Regions from separate parts of the Mus musculus genome. Here regions 1, 2, 4 and 5 are each linked to region 3. Evidence: chromatin contacts called from public ChIA-PET and promoter capture Hi-C data. All regions are on one chromosome and are shown on one strand. The core of a region is the stretch at or near the end of the contact, and the rest is flanking DNA. Distances in the headings are between cores, read along the strand shown.

Evidence for each region. Promoter capture Hi-C pulls out the DNA fragments that hold promoters and counts their contacts. ChIA-PET counts read pairs in DNA pulled down with a chosen protein or histone mark. Capture Hi-C pulls out chosen DNA fragments and counts their contacts.
Region 1: a contact with region 3 is called in an RNA polymerase II ChIA-PET map of memory CD8 T cells, with 7 read pairs. The contact joins the promoter of Septin6 here to the promoter of Akap17b in region 3. A contact is called at or near these places in 5 of 39 promoter capture datasets (the C10 cell line, hippocampal neurons, liver and 2 more), 1 of 484 Hi-C or Micro-C datasets (embryonic stem cells) and 1 of 115 datasets of contacts at active chromatin or transcription factors (memory CD8 T cells).
Region 2: a promoter capture Hi-C map of erythroid cells shows a contact between it and region 3, with 12 times the contacts expected there. The contact joins the promoter of Upf3b here to the promoter of Akap17b in region 3. A contact is called at or near these places in 7 of 39 promoter capture datasets (the C10 cell line, cranial neural crest, erythroid cells and 4 more), 1 of 484 Hi-C or Micro-C datasets (B cells) and 1 of 9 other capture datasets (liver).
Region 4: a promoter capture Hi-C map of adipose tissue shows a contact between it and region 3. The contact joins the promoter of Sowahd here to the promoter of Akap17b in region 3. A contact is called at or near these places in 3 of 39 promoter capture datasets (the 3T3-L1 cell line, embryonic stem cells and hematopoietic stem and progenitor cells), 1 of 15 datasets of contacts at CTCF or cohesin (embryonic stem cells), 4 of 115 datasets of contacts at active chromatin or transcription factors (embryonic stem cells, large pre-B cells and stem cell-derived neural progenitor cells) and 2 of 9 other capture datasets (adipose tissue and embryonic stem cells).
Region 5: a contact with region 3 is called in a promoter capture Hi-C map of erythroid cells, with 19 times the contacts expected there. The contact joins the promoter of Nkrf here to the promoter of Akap17b in region 3. A contact is called at or near these places in 15 of 39 promoter capture datasets (the 3T3-L1 cell line, the C10 cell line, HPC-7-derived erythroid cells and 8 more), 5 of 484 Hi-C or Micro-C datasets (the Ba/F3 cell line, Th1 cells, embryonic stem cells and 2 more), 9 of 115 datasets of contacts at active chromatin or transcription factors (the NIH/3T3 cell line, astrocytes, embryonic forebrain and 4 more) and 1 of 9 other capture datasets (pancreatic islet).

What each region holds. Positions count from the first base shown.
Region 1 is chrX:36,987,688-36,991,061 of GRCm38.p6, forward strand. It overlaps Septin6 (septin 6), which reads right to left and starts at 2,008. Exons shown (of 10, transcript NM_019942.5): 1 at 1,692-2,008. The coding sequence starts at 1,721.
Region 2 is chrX:37,108,210-37,111,635 of GRCm38.p6, forward strand. It overlaps Upf3b (UPF3 regulator of nonsense transcripts homolog B (yeast)), which reads right to left and starts at 2,113. Exons shown (of 10, transcript NM_026573.3): 1 at 1,867-2,113; 2 at 939-1,045; 3 at 706-812. The coding sequence starts at 2,022.
Region 3 is chrX:36,644,083-36,647,584 of GRCm38.p6, forward strand. It overlaps Akap17b (A kinase (PRKA) anchor protein 17B), which reads right to left and starts at 1,332. Exons shown (of 7, transcript NM_001081956.1): 1 at 968-1,332.
Region 4 is chrX:37,046,912-37,050,444 of GRCm38.p6, forward strand. It overlaps Sowahd (sosondowah ankyrin repeat domain family member D), which reads left to right and starts at 1,934. Exons shown (of 1, transcript NM_173779.4): 1 at 1,934-3,507. The coding sequence starts at 2,013. The coding sequence ends at 2,996.
Region 5 is chrX:36,901,560-36,904,880 of GRCm38.p6, forward strand. Nkrf (NF-kappaB repressing factor) reads right to left here and starts at 1,906. Exons shown (of 3, transcript NM_029891.3): 1 at 1,177-1,906. The coding sequence starts at 1,442.

The DNA of each region.
Region 1 (3,374 bases), core at 758-3,257, 340 kb after region 3:
CATTATAGTGTTGTGGGTTTTTTGTTTTTGTCACTAAGGATAGAGCAAGTATAAGCCAGGAGATGGATTCATCTTCTTAAAACTATAGCATCTTTAGAATGCAGATAAGAAAGTCACCCTGGTTGTCCTCAAAACACTAGAAGCAACAAATATCACAGCATCAATCTTGAGAAATCTCTCAAATTCCATCATTGTCAAGCAGCGTCTCACAACTGCCTCTACCTTCTACACCATGGCTGCATAAGGCTGGGCTGTACACGGGGTGGATTAGGTTTCGAATAAACCACCCCGTCCTTCCAAAGCCAGACAGGAAATGGAATAAACTTCTTTATCTGTAGAGAAAATGCTATCAGATTGGAGACTCAGATTTAGACAACAAATCAATTGCAATTACACCAACTCCCCAGAGGCTGCTCCCCACCCCCTCCTTTTGCACAGGAGTCTCATTGCACAGGCTGTTCATAAATGGGAGGTTACAGGGTTATCATTTTTCATCCAGCAGTATTTGGGGTAGTGGGCTATGCCTGGCTGCCTTCTACCTCATTCTGCTTCAGCTTATTGTGCTGATGCGCTGGTGGAATTGTCACCACTTTTCATCTTTGTAAGCAAACTTCAGACCTAAAACAAACAAACATGGAACCTCGGGTTCCTGGGTATGATTTCTCTGCACATCCCAGGCTGGAAAACTTTAGTTTTTTAAGATGATTTTTTTTTTCCTCCAGAGTTGATCGCTACCGAAAGAGAGAACACTGCTTCTGCAAGTCTCACACTGTTCTCGTTGGTCTCTACAGAAAGATGTTAGCGCCACAGGTTTTAGCATATAAACCCATGTACACTGAACCCAAGACCGACGCTCAGGGAACCGTCCAGGAACGTGCCAAAATACCCAACCAGCCACCTACAGGCTGGGATAAACTGCATCCCTCCCTCCCTTCCACAGATACACAAATGGGACCCCGTGGGACACAGCACAAGTGGACACAGCATTGGAACACAGGGACACACACCGTAGAGGTGAGCACACAGAAACAGGCCAACTCATTTAGGGTCACATAACCCTGCCACGGGGAAGGCAGGAGGGCGCGCATGCACATATATGCGCACACGCTGATACCCATACAGACGCAGTCACGTATATAATGCATATGGAGAAACCCTACTCCAGCTAGTCACCTCCCCGCCCCCCTCACCACACTCTGCCTTAGGTCCCGGGCTACCCCCCAGCTCCGCGCCCCTCTATCTGAGCAAGCTGGAGTCCCAGCAGGCAGCTGTGGCAGGGGCGCTCCCAAGCTAAGAGGACAGGGGCCCCGGAGGGCTCCAGACCCATGCTGCCATTCATTCGGCAACGCCCCAGCGGCGGGGCCGCAGCTGCAGCAAGGGAGGCGGAGGCGCTCACTGCAGCTCTCTCCGGCGATGCAAGTTCAGCTGCCCGCCAGTATGCTTCTCCAACCCTCCCGCCCCCCCACCCTCCCGCCAACACAGGTCTCCAGGACATGCTGCGGGGAGAGTAGACTGAGCCGCTGACCCCAGGAGCAAAAAGTCCCGCCTTGCCTCTTTGCTCCTGGATGCTACCCCATTGCCCTCCTCGTGGTAGTGGTGGTAGTCGAGCCGCAACCAAGTCTGCTCGGCCGTCCCCAGCCCCACACCCTCAACCCCTAGCCCGGGGACTGGTATCCAAGCCCTACACTCACCACCTGGCGAGCTATATCGGCCGCTGCCATCGCTCCTTGGTCCGCCAGGGCTGCTTCGGGTGCCTCCGCAACGGGAGCTGCTGCACAGGAAACAGAAGAGCTCCTCCGACAAAGAGAAAGTGTTACACTTCGGGCGCGACCAAGTCTGGTGGAGGGAGGTGCCAGGGAGGGGCCCCCTCACCGCTGCTCCAACCCCAACCTCTCCTCTATCACCCACCCCCTCAGAGTAGGTGTGGGGAGGGGACGGATTGGCCGCGCTGCCTTCCCCTAGGGCGAGCCCAGTTCCAGTTCTCTCTGCAACCCGAGTCTCGGCCTCTGTGAAGGGGGCGGGGGCTCCCCTCGGTGACCACGTCCTCCGCCCCCCCCCCTCCCTGCCGCTACTGGGCTCCGTGGTACGTCCCGACCTCTGCTGAATTGTCACACACACACACACACACACACACACACACACACACACACACACCCTGTTTTCCTTTACATCCCTGAGCCCCCAGACCTGAGGCTGGAAGGGTGTCCTGGCTCCTCCCCCTCCTACTCTTTGCTCCTAGGCTGAGATCTGCAGTCCGCTTTCTTTTCCCAGCCCCCATAACCTCTTGTGCTCCCAACTGAGAACCCTGGGTGCCTGGGTGGGAGCATTGGTCTCTGGAGTGTCAGTGCTTTCCCGTAGTCTACCCTAACTAATCCTGTTATCTCCTTGGGTTGGGGAGGGGCGGTGGCAGGACAGGGGTTGCAGCACCTGCAGCGCCACCACATTACAGCTTAGAAATGGAGCATTAACTGGGGAGCTGCAGTGCAGCCCCACAACTGAGCTGGGACTTGTGGAGGACATCGCTCCTGTCCTGAGGTGCAGTAGGAGCCCAGCTCTCCACTACTGTACCAAATAGAAACTGACGTCACTGGTCCCACTCTGGTCCCTCCTCTCAGTATGAACAGGGCGAACAGGGATGCAGAACATCCCACCTTTTAGGTTAGAAGCCAGAAGGGAGTCTAAGAATGGGAACTGAAGGTCTCTAGCTCTGTTGAGGCAGATGCAGATACAGGAGGGGTAATCATTCTGTCCAGTTCCAATCGTTCCTCAATACTTATTCATCCCAGGACCATATGGCTGACCTGGGACAGCTCATAACATCCAAAGGCTAGAAAGATGCCTGCCTGCTCTCCTTTTCCTCCCAGACAACTGCCATTGGTGGCCCTCTTCCTGGCATGCTTCCCACCTCCCTAGCCTTGGAGTCCACCCCTCTCCTCTTCTCTCTCTCTCTGTCTTGGGATTGGCTTTTTTGTTGGCTCCGTATGATTGATGAACTTGGTGAGATATGGTTTCTCAAAGGCCCAGGAGGCCCCCACTTCAGAACGATAGGATCTTAGGTCTCTCTCCTGAGGAGGGGACAGCAGAAAACAAGAAAGAACCAGGGAGAGGGATCTCACACAAAGACCAGGCCTAGAAAGTATAGGGAGAGCAGAAGCAGGGAACCAAAGTGTCTACAATAGAACTGCCCTGGTCCTGCACTGCACCCAGCAGTGAATGCTTCTCGTGTTCTCTCGGGGACTCTTCAAGTAACCTCTACATCCTGAGCACAAGGACTCTCTGAAACGTGTCCCCAGTGCTGAAAGCAGGATCCCATTAAGTGATCCCTGTTTCATCAATGTTCTAGATACTCAAGAGAGTGGGCTAAAAGAGAAGAG
Region 2 (3,426 bases), core at 863-3,362, 460 kb after region 3:
AGCTAAACCCTGCAAACCCCAGACAGCAAACGGAAAGTGAGTCAGGAGTTCATTCCGAAATCTGTTAATGTTACACATTGTGTAGCTTGGATCCCAGGATGCTGTGGTGTGTTCCTGTTATTTGCCGATGCTGAGAATTGAACCCAAGGTCTCACATATCATCAATCATTGCGTTACATCTCCAGCCTGGGAGATGCAATTTGAGGCTTTAGTTTTCCGCAGCTTTGTGAGAAAGGTAAACAGTATTCTAACTGAGGACTAGCAACATAAAGGATACTAATTAGCATCTTTGAGGCAGGAAGTCGACATTTGAAACAAGTATAAAGTATCAAACAGGAGAAATCAGTGGTAATTATAGTCACTGGATCAAAGGAAAGAAATCATAAGTTAAGAAAACTATCTCAGGGTTATAAAAATTCTTTCAATGTTGCACATTTTATCTTAAAGGAGTTTAAGTCTAACCCACACAGACTTGGAGAAAGCATTGTATATTGCTCTCCCACACCCCTTCCTCCCTCTCCTCAACCCTATCTCTTTTCTTCTCTCTCTCTCAGTGGTCATTCTATGTAGTCCAGACTGACCTCAAACTTGGAGTCACCCTCCTGCTTCTGCATCCTTTGCTCTGATTACAGGCACATACCGCAAGTGGCAGCACACACTCTGTTCAATGTAACCATGAAAAACTCTCCTAAATCGTATACTCACCCTTATTGTCAAGGAATACATAGCCATCAAATCGGTCCCTGAATAAAAGAATGTCTTCTTGGTTTTTAAAGTTGATATATGCTCTGGCATACATATGAGGATAAAGGCTGTAGAGACGGAAAGCAATTACGTGACTATGGTTTCAGGTGTCTGACTGAATTGCAAACACATACACATTAAAGACACTAGCCCAAAAAGCGAAAAGGAGGGTAAAATATTAATTTTTTTTTTACCTAGTATCATTAGAAAAAAACTCAAAATAATCGTGCTCAGGCATAGGTTGAAGATGTTCCTGAAGCTGTTCCTTGGTCAAAGTGGGAGGTAATCTTCGAATTACCACCTTAGGAAACAAACGAGGAAAGGAAAATCAGTACATAGCAGCCAACTTTCTGGCATACCAGAATCATGGCTTCTGATAATCGGCTCTAAAATACAGACACTTACAAAAACACCGAACATATTCTCCTGCAATCCAATGCTATGAATTACTCAAAGGTATGGATAACGCGGGTTTATACAAACTCCTGGAAGTGACAACTGTCTGGGGCAAGGAAAATCCCAGGTTCTGTTCTTAAATGGAGTTTAAAACCCATTTTGAACGAATTCTGGTCTTTTGTCGGTGTCGCGACATTGTCTCTCTCACCGGTCTAAAATGCGCTAAATGAACTCCCTTCCCCATTCTGTGTACCACGGAAATCCTTTACCCATCGCCCTCCATCTGTCTGCTCCTCCAGGTTGGTCATCAATCCTCTTAATGTGCTCCCCCAACTCGCTTGCATTAACACGTACTTCACAATTACTCCCACCCCTAACCCCTGGTGTGGCAAGGTCTATTTAGCAATTCAAGCCAATTAAAGTTCCCCTATCTTTCCTGCTGCTCCCCTCTCTCATAACTACCCCACCGTCGCAGCTCTGAACTAACCTTTTCTCATCTGGGAACCCTCCTTTTCCCTCACCCCCACCCTCCATCCCCCCATTTCGGGGGCTTTATCAGAACCTGCTAATCCCATTTCCACCAGTGCGTGAGACAGTGCGAAGCAATTTCCATTCAGTTAGAAACAGAAGAGTTACCCGGGAGAGGAAGAGAGCAGCCCCATTCCCAGCCATGCTCCCCAGTCCGTGGACATGTCCCGCCCTCTTGTGCCACCACCCGATAGGCACCTTGCTCAAAGCTTCTTTCTTGTCCCTGTTGCGATCCTGCCTATCGTCCCCTTTGGCGCCTTCGGCAGTAGCGCCAATACAGCCGCCTGTGGCGCCCTGCGGCGTAAACAGGGTCACTCGTTTCTCCTTAGGCCTATGATCTTTTTCTTCCTTCATGGCCACGGTTACGCTCTTTAGAGCGGTGGCACAGCTGCTAAGCCGTTACGCCGGGCACCTACGACTCTCCGGGAGAGACCTCAGGAGCTCCGCCCCTAACAAATAGCCCTAGTGATAAGCAGAGCCCTGCGTTCCATTGGGCTCCCGGAGATCTCGCGAGAGTTTAAGGCCCTCGGTTTCACTCGGGGTTAGGGTTTTAATACCTGACCTTTACTTCCCGCCTGCCGAAGTCCCCATGCTGCCCAATCCCCTAGCGGCCCAGATTCCCTCGGGGCCCGCCCCTTAGCGCGTCATTAGCAACTCCGCCATCTTGTCTAGAAACGACTCGTTTCTGGACTACAACTCCCAGCATGCAAAGCAGCTGCCCGTTTAGGATTAGAAATGTGGGAATCATCCAGATTTTTAGTATATGTGATCATTTGATCTTAAAAATTTAGTGATTCTTTTTCAGATAAAAATACCATAAACATCTTAAGTATATATGATCCCTTAATCTTTTTGTTTGTTTGTTTTGTTTTTTTGAGACAGGGTTTCTCTGTGTAGCCCTGGCTGTCCTGGAACCCACTCTGTAGACTAGGCTGGTCTAGACCTCAGAAATCCACCTGCCTCTGCCTCCCGGAGTGCTGGGATTAAAGACGTGCGCCACCACTGCCCCGCTATGATCCCTTAATCTTAAAAGTTTAGTGCTTTTCTTTTTCAGATAAAAAATACCCACAAGGTTTTATGCCACGTGAGCCTATAATTGCAGCACTGGGGAATCTGAAAGAGAAGGATCAAGACAAATTCAAAGTGTGGTCTAAATAGCAACTTTCAGGCAAATTAGTGCTAGATAGTGGAACCGTACGTATATCAACCAAACAACCATCAGGTAAATAAACAGATAAGGAAAAGCTATTTAAAACTGAAGTATACTTTCAGAGGCATTAGGATTTACACATGCTCAAGAAACACACAAGATACTAATTTCAATGAATTATAACCAAAATGTATTACATTTGTTTTCACCACCTTTCTTTCTTTTCCAAATTAAAGAATTCTCTCCCAACACTGTTATCCAACAAGATGGGGAAAGGAAAATATCCAACTTGATTCTGTTCACTTTCTTCACTTTGAAAAAGGTCAAATACCCATTAACAGTTGAATGGACAAGCAAGATGTGATACATTCACAGAATGAAGTACAATGCCTTAGTAGTTGGTACATGCCATAAATTTGAGCAATAAAACGGACTCTTTAACCAGGTGTGGTAGCGTGTTCTGTAGTCCCTGCTTTGGGGAAGCTGAGTCAGGAGGGTCATGAAATACCCAACAAGATGTTTTCTGTAGAAGGAAAGAGGGAGGAAATGAAGAAAGGAAGAGAAGAATAAAGCATTTTGCTGGTGTGTCTGTCTGAAGGGGAGGGGAG
Region 3 (3,502 bases), core at 82-2,581:
CAGAATTGAAAAGGCATCCCTATCAATTATACTTCACAATCTTACAGTATTTCAACAGTATGAGGTTTCAAAGGTAGATCTGAGACAGGAAGAACATCAGGTAAAATGGGTACCATCTTTGAAACCCTGTGGGAAATAAAAAGACCCAGGTAGTCCCCATACTGCAATTCAGAGTTCCAGGGTTCCAATCAACACATGTTTAGAGTTAGTGACATTCAAAAGTGCTCAGGTAGTGACTGGTTTCATAAGCAGGTGATAAATGTAAAAATGGTACTAGTCCCAGTGACCAACATGCTCAGAGACAGCAGTATCCAAGACATGAGGCTCCCCAACTTGCTTTCTTCCCTGATACTTCTGCCCATCTACTCAAAGCTCAAGACTATGCATTCCAAAGGCTTAGAGGTTTACCCTGCTTTCTTGGGTCAAATTAGAAGCAGTTTAATTCCATCCACGGTAGGAACCTCACAAGGCCCTTGGTGGTCATCAGTGGGCAGAGGCAACGGACCCTGGGTAGTGGTTAACTGGAATGAATGTCACTGAAGCAGATTGAGAACCAGAGCCCTTGGCTTTTGCATACAGCAGGGAGGAGGGCATCCTTCAGCTTTCCTAAGCAATCTAGTACACCCTAAGGAAAAGCTTCCAGTGACCTCAGCTGCAGCAGCGGCCACAGCGCCCCCTAGTGCGGCACCAAGACCCAAGAGAGCAGCCGAATGGATCCAAGGGGGAAAGCCTAGGGGCATCTCTAGAAAACCTGGTTTCCACCTAGAGCAGGCCTGGCTACCTGGGTTCTCTCCAAAACCCCTCCCAAGTCCTCACTCAGGGTCCAACGCGGCCCTGCCTCCCAGGCACCCAAGACTCCGGTAGGCCAGGGCGGCCGGCCAACCGGGACGCAGAAGGACGCAGCCGCCTGGTCGATTCTCAGAAAGGGGGGGGGGGGTGTTATCGGGAGCCTCAGCAGCCGCTGTACCTTCACGCTTAGCTCCGCTGGGGTAGCGGAACCGCTACCGCTCCTGCCGCCGCCTCCCTCCAGCCGCCGCAGTGTCAAGGATCAACCCTCCTGGTCGCTCTCTTCCACCGCCGCGGGCGAGGCCAGCTGTTGAATGGCTCAGGTCGCGACACAGAGTCGTCCTCGCCGCATCCGAGAAGGCGACGCAGGCGCGCGCGCTCGTGCCAACGCCCCGAGCGCCCCTCGCCCCGCTGCAGGCCCCGTGAGCTTCCAGGTGGCTGCCTCCTGATTCCTGGCTGGGGGCTACAGGGTGCAGGTTTGCACGCCTGCCTGCTCCAATCCCTTGGTGGGCTCCAGCGGACCAATTGACTCCCCTCGAGAGCTCCGCCCCCTTCGCTGCCATCCCTTGACTTGCCGGCAGAACCAATGGCAACCACCGACTAGACCCGCCCCTAGGATTTCCCCAGGGCCAATCGCCTTCTCCCGAGCAAGCATTAAAGTAACCCCGCCCCTCCTGTACAGCCAAGCAAGGGCCAAAGTTAATTCCATTGCAAGGTTCTAACTAGCTCAAGGTTTTGTCCAGTTTACTCACCGCCCACCCCACTGCCTAATTATGTGATTTAGAGACTGCAGACACCACCAACACCCACCCACTACACACACACACACACACACACACACACACACACACACACACACACACACACACACACAGAGAGAGAGAGAGAGAGAGAGAGAGAGAGAGAGAGACAGAGAGAGAGAGAGAGAGAGAGAGAGAGAGAGAGAGAGAGAGAACAGTGCTACAGGCCTTTAATCCCAGCACAGACAGAGGCAGGCGGATCTATGAGTTCAAGGCCAGCCTGGTCTACAGAGTGAGTTCCAGGACAACCAGGGCTACACAGAGAAACCCTGTCTCGATAAAGAACAAGCACAAGAAAAGAAAGAGAGCCAAGACTGGGGGAGGGGGATGCAAGCATGAGGACCCAGCTCAGATCTGTAGCAAGGGTGTAAAAGTTGGAATGTGGTAGGGTGAGTTTGCAATTCCCATTGCAAAGGGAATGGGAATTAGGCCAGAGGTGGTGATACTGTGTGGCTTTCTGGACCTTGCTGGTCAGCCAGGCTAGCTAGGCAATTGGTGAGTTTCAGGTTCAGTGAGAGACCCCGTCTCACAAAATAAGGAACAAAGCAATCAAGAAGACACCCGATGTTGACCTGTAGCCTCCACACACTTGTGGACACATACACATTTTTTACAAGAGAAAAAAACATCACGGAGAGACTTACCCACCGTCATAGCTGAGAACTAGCCACTCTCTTGACCAGATCTTCCCCATCAAGAAGTCAGCAAGAACCTAGGAGAACACTCACTGGTTGTGGGTTTATTTTCTTCTTGTCCAGTATCCAGTACAGGAGCTTAGACCCTGTATGCTGGGAAACTTCCAGGAACCAGGCACCAAGACTCCCTGACTCTGCGATGGTCACTTTGGTCTCTGGCCTTCTAGCCTGAGGATAAGCAAAGGTAGCCTTGCCTCTCCTTCTCCATGGTTTTCTAACAATTTAAAGACCATTCTCCTGGCCCACTGTTCCAGGCTCTGATGTTCAAAGACACAAATTGAGGGTCTTCTCTGAATGTAAGCCAATTGCCTTAAATCTTTTGAAAACAGACACCAGGAACTAAGTGTCCCTTCCAACCCTTGCCCAGATGACATTTCTTTGAGTTCATCAACATGGAATTCACTTTCTCAGATGACAAATCACAAAGTTGACACTTAAGAGATTTACTGTCAACTCCTTCCCTGGGGAGGTTCTCACAGCAGCAGCTGTCACAGGGCTGGTTTTGCTTGATTACCTGGTGTGGAGGTTAATGTTAATTTCATTCACTTCCGTCAAGACCCCTGCTGCTCACTCTGGCCTAAATAAATCATCCCTCCTGCTTGATTATCCGACTCTCATCCTCTTTACACAATTGCCACAGAGCCCCCTGGGCGACTTCTGGCTGGGAAAAGTTCTCAACACTGAGTGTTGCCCTTGTCCATTTCACAGCGGAAGCTACAACTCTGGTTCTAAAATACAATAGGGTCCCCATACTGCATCCCCACTTAAAGGCCCATCACAGCTGCTAATGTTTTCCCACTACCCTCTTGCCTCCAGTGCTCTTAGAATAAAGCCCCAACCCACTGCACTGCTTGTAAAACCCTTTGTAATCTGGAATCTGGTCTCACCTGTCCAGCCTCATTCCTAGCTATTCTACTGCCATCTCAGAACACTTTACACTTTTTTAAAAATGGATCTTGGTTTTGGTGGTGGTGGTGGTGGTTTTTTGTTTTGGTTTGGTTTGGTTTCCCCACCACCACCACCACCCCCCAGAAGGGGTTTCTCTGTTTAGTCCTGGCTGTAAAGGAACTCACTCTGTAGACCAGGCTGGCCTCGAACTCAGAAATTTGCCTGCCTCTGCCTCCCGAGTGCTAGGATTAAAGGCATGCACCACGACCGGCTCTCAGAGCACTTTATACTTCTAATATAAATTCCTATTGTTTCCCCAGTGAGCTATGTTAT
Region 4 (3,533 bases), core at 684-3,183, 400 kb after region 3:
GAGATCAAAGCCAAGCTGGGTTATATAAAAAGCACCGAAAATCAACTAATTAACTTAAAAGAGAGAAAAGAGGGTGGCCTAGGCAGAGAAGGACAAGTGAGAGATAAGAGCAAGCTTCACCTAGGTCTGGCTCAGCCATTTGGCTGCAATTTGGTGCTTGTGTGAGTGCTTTGCAGCAGATAAACCTGGCTTGAATGGCAGTCTCTTTGTGCCAGAACAAAGGCTACCGTGTCACACACACTTACTCTGCTACTTCCTGCTGGGTGACCTTGGGCAAGTGGTCTAAGTTCTCTGCAAACTGAAAGTAGAAATCATTATTCGCCCCTAAGACCATGGGGGGAAGAACTAAGAAGTAACACATATCAGGCATCTGGCAATGTCTAGCACAGAGTAAATATTTTTAAATTAGGTTAAAATTCATATACTGTCACAAAAGAACACTCAAGATATTTAGAGCTGGCCCTAAATATTTGAACAGCAAGGAGGAAAAGTCACCGTCTGACACAGTCCATGGCTGGTGCCACAGTAAGTCCCAGATGAGAGGGCTGGCTTGGCCTCAGTCGCCACCCATCCTGATCTGGACTGCTTCAATACTCTGGCTTCCGCCTCTACTTCTCTCAACATCATATTCTAAACACATCCTGAATCATGACTGTGTCCCTCCCAGGTTCAAAAGGTGTAGCTCCCTCTAGCTTGCAGGCAGAGTGAGTGCCTTAACACTGTGAGGAGAGGGGGTAAGAACGACTGTCTCAAGGGATGGGCACCTCTGCATTCCCAACACATGAGAGGAAGACAGAGAAAGATCAGAAATCCAACATTATTGGCTACATATTGAGTTCCAGGCCAGCCTTGGCCGCATAAGACCCCGCTTCCAAAATATAAGAACTGTTGTCTCTTGGGATCGGAGGCAGGGGGATTCACCTGTAGTTCCCGGCCAGCCTGTCTCAAAGATATAAACAAAAATTAAGCAAACAGTAAAATCATCCGTTGATAAACGGAAAGACTAAGAATAGTCTAATGCTGGAATAAAAAGATAAACTATGGACCTTTTTCTAAAAACTAGAAGCTATGCGTTTACTAACATCAGCAAGTTTCTTAAGGAAATATCAGAGATGAATGAAGCTGTGTGTCTGCGGCGCTGGGTCCGACTCACCTGCAGATGCTTTTTCAAACCCACCCAGAGAAGTAATGAAGGAAGAAGGCAGAATCAGGCAGAGATCTGCGGTTGTGCTCTGGGGAATACCTCTCTGACCATATCCCTGGTTTCAAGTTTCTCAGCAGGAATCCCCGACAGCGCTCCTGCGTCTGCTGCTGCTGCTGCTGCTGTGCAGAAGGTCAAGGTTACAGAAAGAGCAGGATAGACGAGCCTGAGTCAGAGGGGCTAGGCTGCCTCCCTGAAGCCTTAGGGAGAAGGAGCATAGGGACAAAGTGCAAAAAGATTCCTGATGCGAAAAGGGTGAAAGAAGAGAGGGTGGGGGAGCGATCGCCCCTGATGCTCCAAGATCGCGCTCCTGAAGACTGTCACGGGAAGCCCAGATCAATCCACAGACGAAGAGGCGACCTGGGACCTCTTCACCCCAGCAGCTGCAGGGATGCTGAGAACCGGAGTGACCAGAGCAGCACGTACCCCGCCCCACACTCTCCCTAGTTCGCCAGTCAGGTGCGGGAAGCCGGGCTACTGCTCACCTGGCCTCTTGGAGTAGAGCGGGTCGCGTCCTGAGGTCGCCGCGCTCCTGGTGAACTGGTCCCCAGAATGTAGACGCCTGGCCGGTGCAGGGGACGCAACTGGACGGCCCAGCCCTCCACGCCCCCCACCGCCCACAAAGGCAACCTCTCCTGGCTTGTTCCCTCCCACCGGTCCTTCTCCTCCCCTTCTTCGCTCCCTCCCTCGGAGTCCAGTTGCTCAAGACGCTTCCTTCCCCACCGCCAGCTCCAGTTCCTCTCCCTGTGGGGCCCTTGGAAGGCCAACGAACGCTAGACCCCGGAGCCACCCAGGCGGGACCTGGAAGATCATGGCCCAGGCCCTAGAAGACGGGAACCCGCTGCCCAAAGCCTCGAACAGGCCGGCCGAGTCGGAGGCGCCCAGCGACCCGCAGATCAAGGACAACCATTGCCTTGGCAGGTACAAAGTACAAGCCGTCAGGGACAGTGCCAACCTGTCCCAGGAGCGAATCTTCCACAGCGCCCTGACCGTGAGCGGGGCAAGCTGGGCGCGCCGGCGTGGGGAGTTGCGGGAGCTGCTGGGGCTGCAGGGGGCGGCTCCCGCCGGGTGGCTGTCGGAGGAGCACTTGGAGCCCGCTGTGCCTGGGTCCCGCCGCTCCAGCGGACAGGGCAGCAGCCGAGTGTGCCTTGAGCCGCGGGAGCACGCGTGGATTCTGGCGGCTGCCGAGTGCCGTTTTGAAGTGCTGCTGGAGATGCTGGAGGCTGAGCCCAGCTTGCTGATGCGGGAGGACCCTATCACAGGCTACAGCGTCCTGCACTGGCTGGCCAAGCACGGGCGCCACGAGGAACTCATTCTATTGCACGATTTTGCCAGGCGCCGGGGACTGCCGTTTGATGTGAGCGCCCCTGGCAGCGGTGGCCTCACGCCACTCCACCTGGCGGCTCTGCAAGGCCATGATATGGTCATCAAGGTGCTGGTGGGAGCCCTGGGTGCTGACCCCTCGCGTCGAGATCACAGTGGCAATCGACCTTGTCACTATCTGCGGCCCGATGCATCTCTGAACCTCCGGGAGCTGTCCGGGGCAGAAGAGTGGGAGATTGAACGCGACAGGAAGCGCGAAAACGCTAACAACAACAGCAGCCGCACTACCACCACTACTACCACCACCTCTCGGTGGCTGAAACGCACCCCAAGTGCATCGTGCATCAAGTCCACGGGAGTACACTACAAAGAGGCGTCTCAGCCCGTCAAAGAGAAGAAGGCATCAAGCACCCAGGAAGGACAAGGCCGTTGCCTTCGGCGCTATCTGTTCCCCTTCACCCAGAATCGTTGAAGATGACATGGACTAGAGAACTCATTCTTAGGTTGTTCCTGACCCCACCCAAGCAGATGCTCCTCTGATGCAGTGGGTACACTGACCACATCTGGGGCCCTAGTCCTGTCCCAGGTCTCCTGTAGCTAGCTAACTGTCACATCAATAGAGAAAGAGACCAAAGAACCAGGCTGGCCCTGGTACCCAGCTCCAATACTGTGGGACTTGGGACATTTGGAACGGGGCTCGTGATCCTCCTTGGAAGAGAAGGAGGGCTAAATTAAGCTTCTAGTGGACTTTTCCGGGTAGATTGAAAACATTAAAAAAAAATTAAGACTGTAAACTATTGATGCAGAGCAAATGCCTAATACCTGCCGGCCTGGGTCTGCTGCTAAAATATCCCCATGTGCTGGTAGAGTTAGCCTCTGGCAACCTGCTCCTGAGACTGGCCAGGCCTGAGCAGTCTCATAGAGTCTAATATATCATGAATGAGTTCTTAAGTACATTAAAGGGGATTTTCACCCCACATAACAAAGCTGTCTTTGAGTGTCTTTTTTT
Region 5 (3,321 bases), core at 656-3,155, 260 kb after region 3:
AAAATTCTGTGATAGGGCAAAGCGAAGTTTCACACTGGCTGCCATGTTCAACAATTAAGGTAGGAGTACACAATTTCTTCTGCATTGTTTACAGTCATTCCTAGAACTGATCTGGCTGAACCAAATCTGATCATCTTCCAGAATTTCTCATTCTTCCTAATAAAAACAAACTGACTGCTAGACAGGAATATAAAGAATCTTTCCAGTCTACTGAAGTAATTAGTCTAGGATAAAGCCAAATTTGAGGTTCTGAAGGACAGCGGATCCAAACATCCTGTTTCAAAAAAAAAAAAAAAAAAACCTGCGTTGGAACCATACTGCAGTCTCCATAGAACGCAAAGTGCTTTCCAAGAGGCCTGTTCAGAAGCCACCAGGTTCTAGGAAAGGAGGAAACACAGAGAGAGAGAGACATACAGCCCTAAAACCTCACACAGAGGCCAAATGTTAATTCCTCCTATCCCATTTAAGGTGAAAAGATGGCAATCCATCTTTCCAGCAGATAGATCCATTTCTTTGTTTGAGTACATTATGCGCAAATCTACAAGCAAGTCTGACACTGCGGCTCAAAGACCCGACACATACCGCCTCCCCAGGAGAAGATGATAAGACCTGGCTGGGGGGCTGCAAGGAGAGGGGGTTGCTTTATTTCATGGAGGTAGAAGAAGAGAGTGGTCTGGAGACTAGGATTAGAACTGCGGAGTTCCTTGTCTTCCCCTCGGAAGCTCCATCAAATAGCCTCTGCAGATGTCGCATCCTTGGAAGCCCCTATGCGGGTCTGAGGTTCTGCTCTTTATCACCAATCGCAACGACTACCTCTCAATGACCCTCTTCCAGGATCTACTTTATCTCCATCTCTGGTCCTGGAGGGGCATCTCTGTGCCCTCATGGGCTGTCATGTCATCGCCTGCAACCGCGATCGCCCACCCCACCCCGCAACGACTAGTGAAGCGTCTCCATGTCCTCTAGCAAAATTTCAAATCTTAAGCCTCCAAGCCATAATCCGCATCCTGCCCCGGTTCCCATCTGGACCACCTTTACTGACTCTCTCCTTGCCTTGGTCTGTCCATAACCCAAACTCCACCATCCGTCATCTGTTCTTCACCTCCATCACTCAGCCGACCCGCATCACCCATCTCCCACCCTGTCCCTAACTCAACCTCCCAACACCATCCTCACCTGCAGCCCAGGAAAACGTGGTTTGTCCAGGCGGCGGAGAGCGCGAGGAGCTGGTCCAGGGCAGCCCCGGGATAGCTGTGCAGGTGCCGGCAGATGAAGCTCCGCCGCAGAGCCCACTGCCAGTCACTTTCGTGGCTATAGCGCCACTGCTCCAGCACTGGCTCAGGCGGGGGCGGCGGGAGGGGCGGCAGCGGCGGCGGCGGGAGGGGGGGCAGCGGCGGCGGCGACAGGAAGTCGCCCCCCAGCAACAGACGTCCTCCAGCCATCTTCTCTGCTTCAGAGTGGGGACGGCCCCCGGGGACGATGCCTACCAACTGGCCGGGGGCAAGCGAGGCGGCTGGGGTTGGGGGGGGGCAACCTGTGTGTGAGGGACGCTCAGGGCTGAGACTGGGGGGGCTGGGGGTATGTGCCTGGGGGGGGCGGGGGCTACGCTTACAGAGAAACGGGGATGGGGGGTCAATGGTCGTTGTCGCCACGCCAGCCGCACGGCTCCAACTAATGTGGGGACGTGAGGGCTTCCTTATATATGGGGCACACTAGGCAGCGGACTTGGGCCCTGCCACACAGCACCTCTGCGGACCCTGGGACCCACACACTGAGAGAGTAGCGGCAAGAATAAAAAAAAAAAATAAAAAGAAGAAGAAAAGAAGGAGGAGAAGCACCAGCACGCTGCGCTCCCCGGCTCGGGTCTCTCACCCTACCTCCCCGCGTGCCACCCTGAGGTTGTGAGGCCACAGCGCATGAGCCGCAACCGGTCTCCAACTTCAAAGTCCCGCGCGAAATCTCGCGCGATGGGCATTTTTCCCTTCCTCTGACGTCACTCTTCATTGACGCACTCTGCTGACTGGCAGAAGGGCGGAGACTCCTGGTAGGGGACTCTCGGGGCTTCAGTGGGGTTCTAGAATTTGATGATTCCGTTAAGTCCCTGGAAGGTGCCCTCAGGTGATTAGTTGGCTGTGATGCCTGGCATTATGCTCTAGCTGTGTCCTTGGAAAGGGGTTTGGGTTTCAAGGGGATGTGGCATGTTTTTTTTCTGTTAGCTCTGAGATGCCTCTTCAGAGAATAGCTTGAAAAAAAAAAACAATGCGTCTTTCAGCATCAGCTTTGGAGTTGCTTGTGAAAGTGTGGTTGAAAAGGCGACATTTGCAAAGAAAATAACAGCAACACTTCTCTAGCTGACCCTCTTACATTTTTCTGATCATGGTTACAGACAATTCTGTATTGTCTGTCGAGTCAAAACACACACACACACACACACACACACACACACACACGGCACATGGTTTTGTTTTTCAACTGCAGCCCAGGCTACCTTCCAACTCACAGTACAACTAAGAGTGATCGTGAACGTCTGTCTTACTGCCTGAACCTTCCAAGTGTTGAGATTACAAAGCGTATCATCATGTATTTTTATTTCAGTTTACTAAAGACCCAAAAGACTAGTTAATAGCCGCTGGGCAGAATAATGGACAAATCATTATACAGATGGCAACCATGGTAATGAGAATGAACCCCGCATAGATTTAACACTTACACTAGCAGTATTACCCTCAACTTTAACGAAAAAGGGAGGCTAGCTTCGAACTTAGCCTGGCCTCTTGGATACTTGGAATACAGATTCTGATCTATGCTCAACTTGCGGATTGACAAGAATAACAAATGTAGCTTCTAATTTGTGTTTATGTGTGTCTGTGGGAGTAAGGGAGGACAGATGCTAGGAAAACAGGAAGGGATGCATGAGAGGGAGAGAATTACTTCACTGGAAAAATTGCCCTACAATTAAATCTCAATAACAGTATCTATGCTTTATTAAAAATACCAAAACTCATTATTGAATGGGTCCACACCTAATTATTACGAAAAGCTGTAAATTCTTAATTATGTTTTCTTGAGAACTGCTGTTCAAATTTCCTTCTAGGTGTATATCCACTGCTGATTAATGTTGTAGCGTATATTATATTCTGGTTTTGCACATTTCTACACATGTAACTATTTCCACTCAATGGTGTCATTTTAATTTAGGTCTTGACATCTTTCACAAGTTAGCACTGCGTCTTTTAAATCTTCTAATAAAAAATTGAGAAAGAAAAACGTTAAAACAACTGACTCTTATTCCCTTGATAAAATAACCACTCTATGAAAACA